Regions from separate parts of the Mus musculus genome. Here region 2 is linked to region 1. A link is a contact called in public ChIA-PET data. All regions are on one chromosome and are shown on one strand. The core of a region is the stretch at or near the end of the contact, and the rest is flanking DNA. Distances in the headings are between cores, read along the strand shown. Region 1 overlaps Gm13261 (a long non-coding RNA gene). Region 2 overlaps Prkcq (protein kinase C, theta).

Evidence for each region. ChIA-PET counts read pairs in DNA pulled down with a chosen protein or histone mark.
Region 2: an RNA polymerase II ChIA-PET map of memory CD8 T cells shows a contact between it and region 1, with 6 read pairs. The contact joins two enhancer-like sites.

What each region holds. Positions count from the first base shown.
Region 1 is chr2:10,340,558-10,347,480 of GRCm38.p6, forward strand. It overlaps Gm13261 (a long non-coding RNA gene), which reads right to left. Exons shown (of 4, transcript XR_001783229.2): 2 at 4,694-4,828; 3 at 964-1,171. Among named protein-coding and RNA genes, the nearest start is that of Gm13261, 21 kb to the right of the region's middle. Within about 2 kb of position 3,159, at least 25 of the 459 cell types and tissues checked have an H3K27ac peak or open chromatin away from gene starts, as enhancers often do. A contact at or near this core is called in memory CD8 T cells, where this site is marked.
Region 2 is chr2:11,213,969-11,220,891 of GRCm38.p6, forward strand. All of the region lies in intron 1 of Prkcq (protein kinase C, theta), which reads left to right. Among named protein-coding and RNA genes, the nearest start is that of Prkcq, 45 kb to the left of the region's middle. Within about 2 kb of position 4,398, at least 47 of the 459 cell types and tissues checked have an H3K27ac peak or open chromatin away from gene starts, as enhancers often do. A contact at or near this core is called in memory CD8 T cells, where this site is marked.

The DNA.
Region 1 (6,923 bases), core at 1,909-4,408:
CTGGTTCTGTTTGCTTGACTGGGTTCAGTGTTTGTCTGGCAAAGAGGAGGAAGCTGCTCTTTGAGACCCGAGCACTGGTTTTATAAAGTCCTATTTCCTCTGTGATGAACCAATGATTTTTAATCACAGAATTGTTAATTAAATGAAAAAGGAGGGTGTGTGATTTCTGACCATGTTGACCTTACACTGTTTCTTTATCATTTCCCTTTTCTTGAGGCATATATAATATACTTGTGAGCCAGTTCAATAGCATGTGGTTCTAGTCCACAAGTAAAGAAGTGAACCTGCAATGATATCTTCAGCTATGATGTAATATATAACTCTGAAGCCTGCCACTTTAGTATCCAAATCATGGGTTCTTCCAGGCTCTCATTTTAAGGAATAATGTAAAGAGGCAAGGAAGCCCAGATACTCTGATAAGGTGCCTCCATAGTCCAGTTAAATGCCCCTTCTATTTCTATTGGAAAATTTAACAAGGAGATACAACAAAGTCAGAGTTTAGAGCTAGTGAGATGGCTCAGTGGGAAAAGAAGCCTACTGCCAAGCCGGACGACCTAAGCTCAACACTTAGGAGCCACGTGGTTGGAAGCAGAGAACGGACTCTTGCAAGTTGTCCTCTGAACTCCACACTATGCCTTTTCACATACATTCCTTTCCCCTCACGGGGTTATGTGTACACACACACACACACACACACACACACACTAAGTAAAAGGTACTTTTTAAAAAATGAAGTACAAAAACATGGAATTTTTGAGAGTAGAAATATTTAAAACAAATGCCACATTAAACAATTAAAGTAGGCATAGAGTTTAAAATAACTAACTTTCTATTCTAGGTGATTGGATGAGTTATTTTTAAATTACTTGTCTGCTCCTACCACGGCCACTGTTCTCTTTGCAGTGTGATAAATAAATTTGCTTTCTTTCTATTAAAAACGCATTGTTTTCAAACGTTACTTACTCTGTAGTATGGAGAGTTCCTGAAAGCGACGGTTCTGGTTCTCGCGACAAGACCGGGGAAGCGCTTGGAGGGTAGAGTCCACAGATGCTAGGCGTGCGAACAGTTTGTCCTGCCCCTGGATCCACCTTAGCCTTGGAGTTCACCTCACTTACGGGTCATCTGACTTGTTTGTTGAAGGGAGTATTTGTCTTCTGAATTTTCCCTCAGGCTACGGAAGAAAATAAAGAATCAGACACTTACCCCAGGAAACCTGCGTTGTGGGCGTGCGCTTAGTAGACTCTTGGTTTCACCCGCACGGTCTGTTTCTCAGGGTCTCTACTGAAGCTTCAGTGTTGACGCACGAGGGCTGGGGAGATGACTGAGTAATGAAAGCGTTTGCTGTGCAAGCAGAAGGCCCTGAGTTTTAATAAGTAGAGACGGTGGTGCCCACGTGTAATTCTAGCATTGGGGGTGGAGCTAGGTGGATCCTTGGGGCTCATTGGCTAGCCAACCTTCCAGTCTTCGAGCTCCTGAGTTGCAATATAAGAACCAGTCTCAAAAATAAGAAAGATGGCTCCCGAGGGACAGCACCCGCAGTTGACTGGCATCTGTATGTACCCACATACATAAACACACACATGAAAGTGGGACACAGGAAGGTCCTTTCGATTTCATTTTGCGGATCATGCCATCTGGCGCATCTCCAGATTCATAATTGCGATGCCTACTGGCCATGTTTACTTGCTGGACTTGACTCTCAGGCTCCCGTCTCTGTATGTGCTAAGCTGTTAGCTCTCTCCTTCTTCTCACCTCTCCTCCTCTACCTCACAAATCTCAGGGCTGCAAACCTGAGAGTGTCAAGTGTAGCTGTAGAGCACTGGGTGGGAAGACAGCATCTTAACTTCCAAACTTAGGCTAGTGTTTCCTTTTTCTTTTCTTTCTTTCTTTTTCTTATTTTTGTTGGTTTTTTTGTTTGTTTGTTTGTTTGGTTTTTGTTTTGTTTTTGTTTTTTTGAGGCAGGGTTTCCCTGTATAGCCCTGACTGTCCTGGAACTCACTCTTTTGACTAGACTGTCCTTAAACTCAGAAATCCACCTGCCTCTGCCTGCCATGTGCTGGGATCAAAGGTGTGCGCCACCACTGCCTGCCATTTCCTTTTGAGAAAGCTGAATGAACGAGCTTGTCTCACTGCCGGGCCTGCAGATTTGGGTAGAAAGCACAATCAACTGTGGCCAAATCAAATCTCTGTTCACAGAACACAAAGTTTCACATCGGGAGGCAGGATTGTCTCTAGTGACGTGGCTTTGACCACACCTACTATACCACAGAGCAGAAAGAGAGGTTAATTTGACCCTTAACTAGACAGGGACCAGATCGTATTCAAGCTTACATGTTGCTTCTTACATTGTGACTGTAATTCTTCTCTATGGATCTGCTGGCAGGACTATTGATTAGACACAGGAGGCAGATGGATTGTACCCAGTTGGGGTCATATTTCATACCCCGTTTATAACATATTACTATTTTACACGTTACAGGGTTTCAGTCTGAAGAGTTTTGGTGTGTGTGTTGTTTTTGTTTGTTTGTTTGTTTGTTTTTTGTAGACTCTGGGTAAAAAAAATATTATATGCAGATACCTGGGGGAGAGAATATTTTTGTGATTTTGAATTTGCTTTTAAGTGAAAATACATGTGTGTCTGTGTGTGTGTTGTATATGTGTGCGTTTCAGTGTTGGTACACCTGGGTGCATATGGAGGCCAAAAGTTGGCATCAGGTGCCTTCCCTAACCTCTCTCCATCTTACTAGTTGAAATAAGATCTCTCACAGGATCTGGAGTTCACTGTAGGCTGGCTATCCAAAGGAGTCCCAGGGAGCTGCATGTCTCTGCCTCCTTGGTGCTGGGGTTACAGATGTTTCAATGCCACCTGGCTTTCTGTGTGCATGCTGGGAATCCGAACTCAGCTCCTCGCTGGTGTGGTGACCACTTTACTACCCGAGCCATGTCCCAGCCCTTGCTTTCACTTTTAAGCTACTCATTTCAACCACACTCTGTCTTCTCACTCCCGGAATGGCGCCGACCTTGGACAGGACATTATAGATGGATCTCAGATTTTGTGTAAGTGTTCCAAGAAGCACGGGTGAGCTAGATACAGCACAGGTGATTTCAAAGAAGATCTGACATGGGAATTGCAAGAGGATGTGGTGGGTTGTGTTTGCTGTGGGTTTTTTTCCTCTCCCTTGCAGTCCTTTCACTTTCTGGGGATGCTGCTAAGAGCAGAGACAGTAAACTGCACTGGTAAAATCTGACAGATTACTTCAGAACTGGGGGCAAATAGAGGGAGCCACCCTACAGTCTCCTTTTGACGTTCTATTCTAATTTCATGTTTGTCTCATTTTACAACTCTCCCCATCACCTCCTGCCTCCAAGTTTTTCTATACTTGGAAGGAGTGCTTTTCCAGAAAGCATGGGTTTAGGCGATGTGTTTAGAGAGGTAGCAGAGAGGTCTGAGAGTTGTTAGGGGGTAAAGACAGATCCAGGGTTATATGAACTGTCTCTAAGTTCACTGCAGAAAGTTTGCCTAAAGGGGCTTTGTTGCTTATTTCTGAAGAAGGAGGAGGAGGAGGAAGAGGAAGAAGAAGAGGAGGAGGAGGAGGAGGAGGAGGAGGAGGAGGAGGAGGAGGAGGACAGTTGGAGAGATGGCTCAGTGGTTAAGAGCACTAACTGCTCTTCCAGAGGTCCAGAGTTCAACTAGCAACCACATGGTGTCTCATAACCATCCAATGGAGTCTGATGCCCTCTTCTGGTGTGTTTGAAGACAGCTACAGTGTACTCATATACATAAAATAAATAGATTATTTTTTTTTCGAGACAGGGTTTCTCTGTATAGCCCTGGCTGTCCTGGAACTCACTCTGTAGACCAGGATGGCTTTGCACTTGGAAATCTGCCTGCCTCTGCCTCCCAAATGCTGGGATAAAAGGCGTGCGCCACCACTGCCCAGCAAATAAATAATTCTTAAAAAAGAAGAAGAAAAGAGTTTTGGGTGTATGTCTGTACATATGATCTCTTGCTCTGTGTATCTGTACACATACTCCTCTCTCTCTCTCTCTCTCTCTCTCTCTCTCTGTGTGTGTGTGTGTGTGTGTGTGTGTGTGTGTGTGTGTGAACTTGGTTGTGTACATGCCTCAACAAGGGTGTGGAAGTCAGAGGGACAGCTTTCGGTCTTAGTCCCCACCTTCCATGTTAAAAGAAGAGCTCTTTCTGCTCTAATCTGGGGTCTCAGCTTTGGGGACTTTCCTGTCCATCTCCCATGTTCTTGTAGGAGCCCCTGGTTAGAGAGACTTAGGTTACCGCACTTGACTTTTATGTGGGCTCTGGGGATTTGAATTTTGGTTCAAACTCCTAGCTCTCCGGGCTGCATTATGTAGTAACAGGCAAAGCGTGAGGATTTTCTGAGTCTCGGAATTTTGGTTGCTGACATGAAAACAAGAAACAAACAAACTTAGAATCACAGCACTGTAAAGAATGTCTGGTGTGGCCAGGCAGTGCTGGCGCACGCTTTTAATCCCAGCACTCTGGAGGTAATGAGTTCAAGGCCAACCTGATGTACCAAGCAAGTTCCAGGACAGTTAGAGCTACACAGAAAAACTCTGTCTCAAAAAAAAAAAAAAAACAAAAAACAAAACAAAACAAAACAAAACAAAACAACCAACCAAACAACCAACCAAACAAAAGCCAAAATTAACTTCTCACAGGATGTGTTGCTCCAGTGGCTGTCTCTTTCTCTGGGCTGCAACGGCAGGATTTGAAGAGAAGATCTGTCCATCTGTAAGATTCTTGGGGCCTAAGAAATATGGCATGGTCTAAACAGCTTCCTTCTCAGTCCTCCTGTATGGACAGCAGAGATAGATGGGAACAAATTAACACATAAACTCTTACTTCTTTGGCTATTATTACAGTCCTTGCCAATATTTCAAGCCAGAGGAGAAGAAGGAGGCGTGGGAGGAAGAAGAGGAAGGGAAGGAGGAGGAAGAAGAGGAGGAGGAGGAAGAGGAGGGAGGGGGAAGGAGAGTGGGTAGGGGCAGGGGAAACATTTATGCACACCTGCCAAGCTCTACAAAAACTGTACAGTAGTCATAGAAAATCTCCAAGCAAGAAATTTCCCCATAAGCCATATAATTCGTCAGGGATTTTTTTTTTTAAGAGAAAATACGATCTTTACTTGAACCAGTTGCCATGTCAGATGCCTGCCTTCTTCGCTCAGGTTTATTACCAGGCTAAATACAGTCTGTTTCGATGAAAGCCTTTTACAGCGTATAGTAAAATGGGTTCATTAGTCATTTTCCTCTTATTATATGTCAATTGCTCTCAGTACTGCCGAGAGTGGACGCTAGGCCCCAGTAGCCAGAATGCAATACAGAGTGCAATGATGATGATACTCTAACCCTCTAAAGCACACAGTCCTGCAAATGCTTTCCCCTGATCCCTTAGACTGTGTGTCCTGATCACTAACTCCATTTTATTTTCTTCTGTAAAATAGGGACTTCCCCTCTTCTCTTCCATATTGTATCTCCCTCCCATTCTGCCATGGTCACAGGCCCTATTCAGGTAGCTTAAATAATGTTCCCTACACACAGAGAGGTGGGGGTGGGTGGGTAAGGGAGGAAGGGAGAGTTTATGGATCCAAGTATAATACTGCTAGAAATAACTGGTCAGTCACTAAAAACTTCACTCAGACTGACTTCAGACACTATGTATAGGCACCATTGTTTCTGGATGACTGTCAATGGCTACGTTATAATCTAATCCAAAGAAAGCTGGGTGACAGGCCCACACCATGTTTATTTATTGCATGGGTTATGACCTTTCAACAAATCACTTCCTCCAGGTAGATTACAGCCCCCCTCACTATAACACTGTATCTTGATCCTTTGTTGTAGCACATGAAAGTTAGAATCCTTGGGCTCTAGAAAAGTTGCCTTAGGAAATAAACAACACTGCCTTTGGTAATTAATTTAAGTGAATGTCACTTCATCCATAGGTTAAAATTTTTAAATTTTATTTATAAAAAGCACAGGAGTTTCTCTCTGAAACAGAAAGCTATTTATAAATCACATGGCTCCTGTGGGTTGGTAATACTCATATTCCCATCACAAGTTGAATCCTCATCCCTGAGTAACTCACATAACTTCTTTGTGGTACCACCTCCATGTTGGCTAAATGAGTATATTTCTAGCTAGTTTTCCACATTGTTGAATACCCATAAGGTGCTCACCAAAGGACTGTATTAGAAACTCATAAAAATCAGACTTTATGGCTATACTCACTATTGTATGGCATGTACTTTTTCTGTTTAAATGTATTTTTTTTTGATGCTGGGATTAAATCCTGGGTACCTTACACATGTTATGCGCATGCTCTGCCACTGTGCCACACCCCCAGCCCCATGATGTATGCTTTGATTTACCATCAATATCAGTCCTTGTAACATGATGAAGTCACTCTTGGTGTTAATGTTCCGGGTCCATGTGGGGAAATCAGTGAAGAGAAGTAACTAAGCAACAACTTTCACATCTGCCTGTCTCGCCCATGTCGGGTTTTCCCATTATAACTTGCCTTGTTTAAGAGTCCAAGTTCTGAGAGGGGCACGAGAAGGCTTTGCACCTCCATTTGTTCCCTGTCTTGTTGCTGTGAACAATGACCTGACAAAGGCAAGGTGAGGAGGCAAGGCTTTAATTCAGTCTGTAGTTTTACAATGCCATCCGCTATGGCGGAGAAGTTAAGACAGGCAGAGCATACAGCTGCTGGTCCTGCTCCATCTGTAGTTGGGGAGCAGAGAGGTGACAGCTGGAGCTCAGCATACTCTCTCCTTTGAGTCATTCCATGACTACAGCCCAAAGCATGGTGCCATCCACAGTTAGGGGCTCAGTTTCCCTTCCTCAGTTAATCCAGTCTAGAACCACCTCCCAAGAAGCACGCTTGT
Region 2 (6,923 bases), core at 3,148-5,647, 870 kb after region 1:
TCTCCAAAGCTGTGCACCACCCCTTGTAGGTATTGGGAACAGAACTCATGTGCTCTGTAAGAGCAGTATGTGTGCTTAACAGCTGAGCCATGTCCCTCATCCCCACATTTGCTTATCCAGAGATTATACACATCTCTTATGGCCAAATCTGCCTTAGAAACCATATATTACACAGATGATGAAATTATGCATTATACATTACCAACAAACTATGCACGGAATTATATTAATCATTATTTTTAGTGGAATATATCTCTCATGTAATTTTGTTACAAATTCAATTTGCATAACCAGATAAATCCTTCAATTTTCAGAGCTTTTTAGGTTTAGGGATTGTAGAGATGGGCTTATGTACTGGAATAATTTGCATATTGTTGATGTCTAGCAAATCGAATTATTTGTATTCTACCAGCCATTCATATAATTTTCATATATTGCCTGTACTGGGCTTGTTCTGTAGTTTTCTTAGGGTGTTTGTCTTTTTCCTGATGGTTAAGAGATTTTACATATGTGTCATGCGTGTAGTCACACGCATGTTTTACAAAGACGTGTCTGTCATTTAAAATGCTTTGTAAGCATTCCTCACAATTGGCTGTTACATAAAATAGTTTCCTTGTTGAGTGTCTCTGTGGTGTCATACCTGGGAAGCTCTTCCTAGTTCCAAAAGATCCTAATCATTAATCTACATTTCTAGTACTTTCAGTGGTTGACTGGTTTCATTTCAAAATAGCTTCCATCTGCCAAAATTTTAATTTGATGTTGACTGTGATATAGGCTTCAATTAGAGAACATAGTCCCATTTACTAAGCACATCTTCACTTTCCTCCCGACTTTCAGTCTAGCTCTCATTACATCCAGAACTTATATACTCATGCATGCTTATCTTCATCTGCTTCAGGATCTTTTATTTTCTTCTGTGTACCTGACCATCTGGTCTAACATCAATTCCACATTATTCCCATGATGACACAGAATGATCTGTGTCTATTCTGACTGATGGAGGGGAGAGACGGTTATACGGAGCACAAAGGGTTTTCAGGACAGTAATGCTGCTCCCTATGAATCCTGTCATTGCGGGAACATGGCCTTATTTGGTGATAGGAAACTATAAAACGTACAGCACCAAAAATGAACTCTACTGAAAACTGTACTTTCTGTATGACAGTGGTGATTGAACTAGGTGTATTGGGTAGGGATGTGGATGGTGGCAAAGCTCTGTGTGAGCAGAACAGGGCTTGGGGGAACCTTCTGCACGTCTCTGCCTGGTTTGGCTCTAAACTCGTTCTGTAAAATGAAGATCCATTGAGTGAAACAAATGCTAGACAGTGCTGCTGAAATCCCTGTGAGGAGGATAAAAAGGCAAATAGAGCATCAGCTAGATTACATTGTAGCAAAAATTATGATTCAAATACTGTGTTATTACAATGTTTCTCAAACTCTGTAGTGAAGTAACAAGGTTTTTAAATCCCACTTTCTATGAGAGCTCAACCCTCTTTGTTTTTCTTAGGAAACCTACTTGATACACTTGGATTAGTTACAGTTTTTGTTGTGACAAAATGCCTGGCGTAAGCAACTTAAAGGAGGAAGGTCTTACTACATGTAACCCCAGGTTTTAGAGATCTCGATCCATTATAGCAGGGAAGGTCAAAGTTGAACAGTGCACAGCATGACCTCCAGCAAACAGAGAAAAGACCTGGAAGGGGCCAGGCTTTCGTCAGGCTGACTGAGCCAGCTTTAGGTGTGAGCAGCATTAATATTCTGAGCTGGAGCAAATCCCATCATTCAGTTGTCTTCATGCATGTCAGAACAGTAGGTTCAGGCAGTGGGAAGACAATGGACTCTTGGCTCCTACTCCCTCTTCTACCACAGAGTAGACAGATATCTCATGTTGGTTCCTCTGAGTTTCAATTCCATTGTCTGCTTGTCTGCTCCATGAGAATCCAGACCAAATGTCTATAAGGAACATTTTAATCTTCACAGTGGAAGAGATTAGGGGATCCCTCTCTGATTTATTCATTGCTCTTATAATTTGAGTTGGAAATATCCCCCAGTTTCACGTTTTGAATGAGTGTCCCTTAGTTGGTGCCCCAGATAGATTTAACTGTCAACTTGACACAGCTCAGAGTCACCTGAAGAGAAAGTTTCAACTGAAGGATTTCCCAGATTAGCTTTACCTATGGGCATGAGGAGGATTGTCTTGATTGACGTCAGCAGCCCCAGTCCACTGTGGGTGGTACAATTCCCTAGACTGGTGACCTTTGCCTATATAAAAAAGCATGAGCCTATAGGTCAGGAAGCAGCATTCCTCCATAATTTCCGGTTCAAGCTCCTGCTTGAGTTCCTCCCCTGACTTCCCTCAGTGATGGAGTGTGACTTGGAAGTGAAAGCCAAATACACCCTTTCTTCCTGAGTATCTTTTGATCCTGGTATTTGTCAAACAACAGAATGAAAACAGAAAACCTGTTAATGCTAGGTGGAGAGGCTGTGGAGACTTTAAGGGGGGAAGGTTACTGATAGAAGGTCATGTAGGCCAGCTGCTTGAGGGTTAAATCCCCTCCCTGAATTCTGTTGTCTGTACTTCTGGCCTGCCCTGACATGAATGGCCTCTGTCACATGCCTCCAGTGAAGTGCACTGAGTGGCTCTGCTCTCCCTTCCCCACTATGATGGACGAAAACTCTCTGAAACTGTAAGCCATCATGAATCATTCACCCTTTGTTCCTGTCAAGGATGTGGCCACCGTGAAACAAAAAGAACTAGCGTAATTGCTTTGTTTTATTTGATCCATCCATTCACTGGTTCATTGTGAACGTATTGTAGGTCAATCCCTAGGTTTTCCATGCACCCTGGATGAGATGGGAGTGAGGGAGAGAGAGAAAGACTGATTATGCTTACTCCCTGTGTTTCCTTCTCACTGTGAGCCTAGAAGTCACTGAACGTGAAGTGGTGCTGGCAGATGGGGAGAATGGACCAGGGAGAGGTTCTTGCTGCTGCCACTTTAGTCACTAATTGAGAAGAGGCGTCTTATCTTCAGCTATGCTGCCCTGTTTAGTGGGTGGTGGCACCCTGAGCATTGTGGGTTGCTTCGTAATAACCCTGGCTTTAACCTTCAGGCAATAGCATCTGACCCCTCTGTTTACATCAGCTCTAGTGTCTCTAGTCTTGAGCACGTGTTCACTTGGAGTAACAGCAACCTGGTTGAGGAGGACAGATTTAGAACCTCCTAAGACGCAAGCACTGGGCAAGATACTGTGCAGAATAAGGGAGTAAGACAATGCAGGCCTCGCCTTGTGTGGTTCGCTCAAGTGCAGATTCTGTATCTAGAGTGGGCATCGCAGGAACCTGGAGTACTTGCTGAAGCCTAGCTTGCTGAGTGCTATAGTTTTAACATAGCAGGTCCAGGGTGCTAGAGACTTCTCAGGTGATGCTGCTATTGGAAGATCCCCAGGACACGTTTTAGGTATTACTAAGCTTCTGCCTCCATCCTTCAGATATGTAGTACCTGCTCCTGTTGTGGCCAAAAATACAGCCAAACTAATCCTTTCATTCAAACTAATTTGTATTTTATATGTTATAACTGATTTTGATCCCAGGATCCACATGGTAAAAGAAGAAATCCAGCTCCTATAAGTTATCTTCATGCATGCTGTGGAACATGTTATCTGCATGCATGCTGAGGAACATGTTATCTGCATGCATGCTGTGGAACATGTTATCTGCATGCATGCTGTGGAACATGTTATCTGCATGCTGTGAAACATGTGCTTCCTCACACCCTCTCCCCATGCACAAATGCTCATACACACAGATAGAAAAATGAAAATACCATTTTTAAATGTTTAAAAAGGAATTAGGCCTCAATTAACTGATTAGTCAACCCACAGTTAATGGAATGTCAGAGGAAAAACAAATCGAGCGGCCTGTACATTGGAGCAGTAGCAGAAAGTAATGGGTTTTATAGAATACATTTATTTTGACCTCCTTCTAAATGGGCAAGTCAGCAGGCTGGCCCAGAAATGAAAGTGTTGCCTAATTTTATAGTTTTCATGGAGTTGAAGCTTCAAACTTTGACTAAATTTTTACAACCTGCTCATTTATAAGTGAGAATGCTTCAGTGTAAGAACAAGACACAGGCAATTCACACAGACTCAGGCACACACACACATATCTGCTCACATTTATTTCCCTTCTGCCTGCAGCATCCTTTATGTGACAGAAATGGCCCGCATCAGCATTGTCCATCCACACTAGCACATGGAGGACTCCACCTAACACTATTTTGCATAAACTATCAGTTCATCTGGGGACAGCTATTTCCGCTCATTGTGGTGATACCAGTGAACGTTGTATTTTCTCTGAAAAGTGTCACACACCCTTAGGAGGAAGTGGGGTGTGGTGTTAATGCAGCAGTAAACACAGAAGTGTGTTGCCATTGGTGTCCCCTGCAGTGACAGTTCTGTTTCTCATCCTGTCCCTGACACCATCACAGCACTCCTTGTAGGATAAGAGGGCAAGAAAGCGAAGAAGCTCACCGTCTCCTTTCCCAATCCCCTCTAGGAGGAGAGGCTAACCCCAAATTGAGTTCTCATAGCTTATCTGGAACTAACTCCCAATCACATCCATGTATCCAGTAAAACACCTTACAACCCATTTGATGGTTTAGCTAGTGTTTATTGAATAAATATTTGAGTCAGCTCATCAACTTGGCCAGTAATTAAGGCTTATTCTAGGCATATGGATTGATCCGTAGTGTGAGTTGTTATATTTTCATCAGGAAGCACTTCAAAGGCTATATGGGAAAATCTTCGAAGGGTATCTGGGAAAACCATAGCTTACTTCTCCACTGGCCATTCAAAAGCATTTTCTGTGGGTTAACTCTTTGAATCTTCAGAACATGGACAGATCCAACCCCTCAGAGACTCCTAGGAAGTATGTCTACTTTATGCCTCGATTTGCACATAGAAGAATTTAGTCACAGAGTTTCAGACATTTGCTTAAGATATAGAAATGGGATACGATGGAGTTGACTTTGTTCTGAGATGGTCTCACTTGCAAACCTATGAGCACCTTCATCTCTTTGCTCCTCCCACAGTCCCTATGCCTATGTGTATATTCCCAATAAAGGTTAGATGACAGGGAAGACCCTGTACCCAGGGACTTCAGCCTCAGCTTCTCATCGAGGTGTCCTTTGACTCGGGCCCAGGCCCTAAGTTTGCTCCCCTGTACCAGGTGGTACAGTTTTCTTCACCAAGCACCAGCTTGTCCCTCAGAAGACTGCAAAGCCACAGCATCTCAGAGATAGTGCTGGGGCTGCAAAGACAATAGCATCATAGAGCTTATCTTTTCAGAGTTAACTTGACACAAGCAACAGAACCTTAGATTACATCTCCTCCTGTAAAAGGTAACATCTCCATGCCTGCCATTCCACAGACTGCCCATGAGGCTCTGGGTTTAGTTAGATACCCTGTCTAAAGAAAAAGAGGAAGAGGGGATTAGAATAAGGCACTGCACATCCTCTGGTCTCTGAACAGGCCCACAATCAGATGCACCCACATACATACATGCTCAGAAACCACACATATACACCACCCTACACAAAAACATACACCTGATGAACACATACCAAAAAAGGACCTTTGCATAAGCGTAAAGTAAAAGTCTGGCGCTAAGCATTGGATTCTAGTTTAATTGACAATGTTTGGCCTGTCTACAAAATAATAATGTTTCCAGTACTTAATGCTCAGCGCTTGAGAAGATAGGCATGGTAAGGTATTAAAACAAACCACAGATTCTTTAACGGTCTTCTAGTCAAGAGAGCCTATCACCCGCCCCTGAAGTCAAAGCTGCCCCGAAATCTTTGACCAGTTATATATGAGGCTGAAGTACGTTGTCTGAGTTCAGTGCCTAGCCTTGAAAGGCCCAGCAGTGTCCTTCCCTCTCATCCTCTTCTAGAGCAACTGCCATACTGACAAGCCCAAGACACTTCCGGGAGGATGAGGGACCTCATGGAGAGAGAAGCTGGGCTGTCCTAGCTGTCCCCACTGTGCTGGCTCATGTGACATAAGATCTGAGCTGTCCAACTGAGCACAATTCTATTTGATTGCAATTAATTGCAAGCAAAAATAAATGGCTGGTATTTAAGTCTCAGGGTCATTTGTTGTGCAAAGAAGGATAAGTCAGAGAGCAGGGAAGATGGGTAAGCACAGTTGTGATCTTCATGGGACCCAAAGGAGACATGTAACTGCACAAATCCTCAGGCTGCTAAATATATTATGTCTCCCAGAAACGAAATAATGCTATATATATATATGTGTGTGTGTGTGTGTATTATATATATATTCTTTTGTTTTGATTTATTTTTGTTCTTTCTTTCTGTGTAACTCTGGATGTCCTGGAACTTGCTTTGTAGACCAGTTGGCATGCCTCTGCCTCTGCCTCTGCCTCTGCCTCTGCCTCTGCCTCTGCCTCTGCCTCTGCCTCTGCCTCTGCCTCTGCCTCTGCCTCTCTGCCTTTGCCTCCAAAGTACTGGGATTAAAGGCATGTACCACCACTGTCCAGCTAAGAACTATTGATTTAACTCAATGAAGAGTCACAGTAATTTCTTAGGCACTCAGCCAATTTAATCATAATGACGCTTTTGGGGCTCTATGCAAGTAGGACTACGTGGTGGGGTTGTTCACAACTTGCTATATCAATAAGCAAAGAACACAGGTCAGAACCAGAAAAGCATGTAACTTTGAAGGCCATCCCAGTGACCTACCTCTGTCATCAGGGCCCTACCTTCACAAGACTCTATGGCCTTCAAAGTAATGCCACAATCTAGGTGTCTTAGTTAGATTTTTCCATTGGCATGAAGAGACACCATGACCAAGGCAACTCTTATAAAGAACAACATTTAATTGGGGTTGGCTTGCTGGTTTGGGGG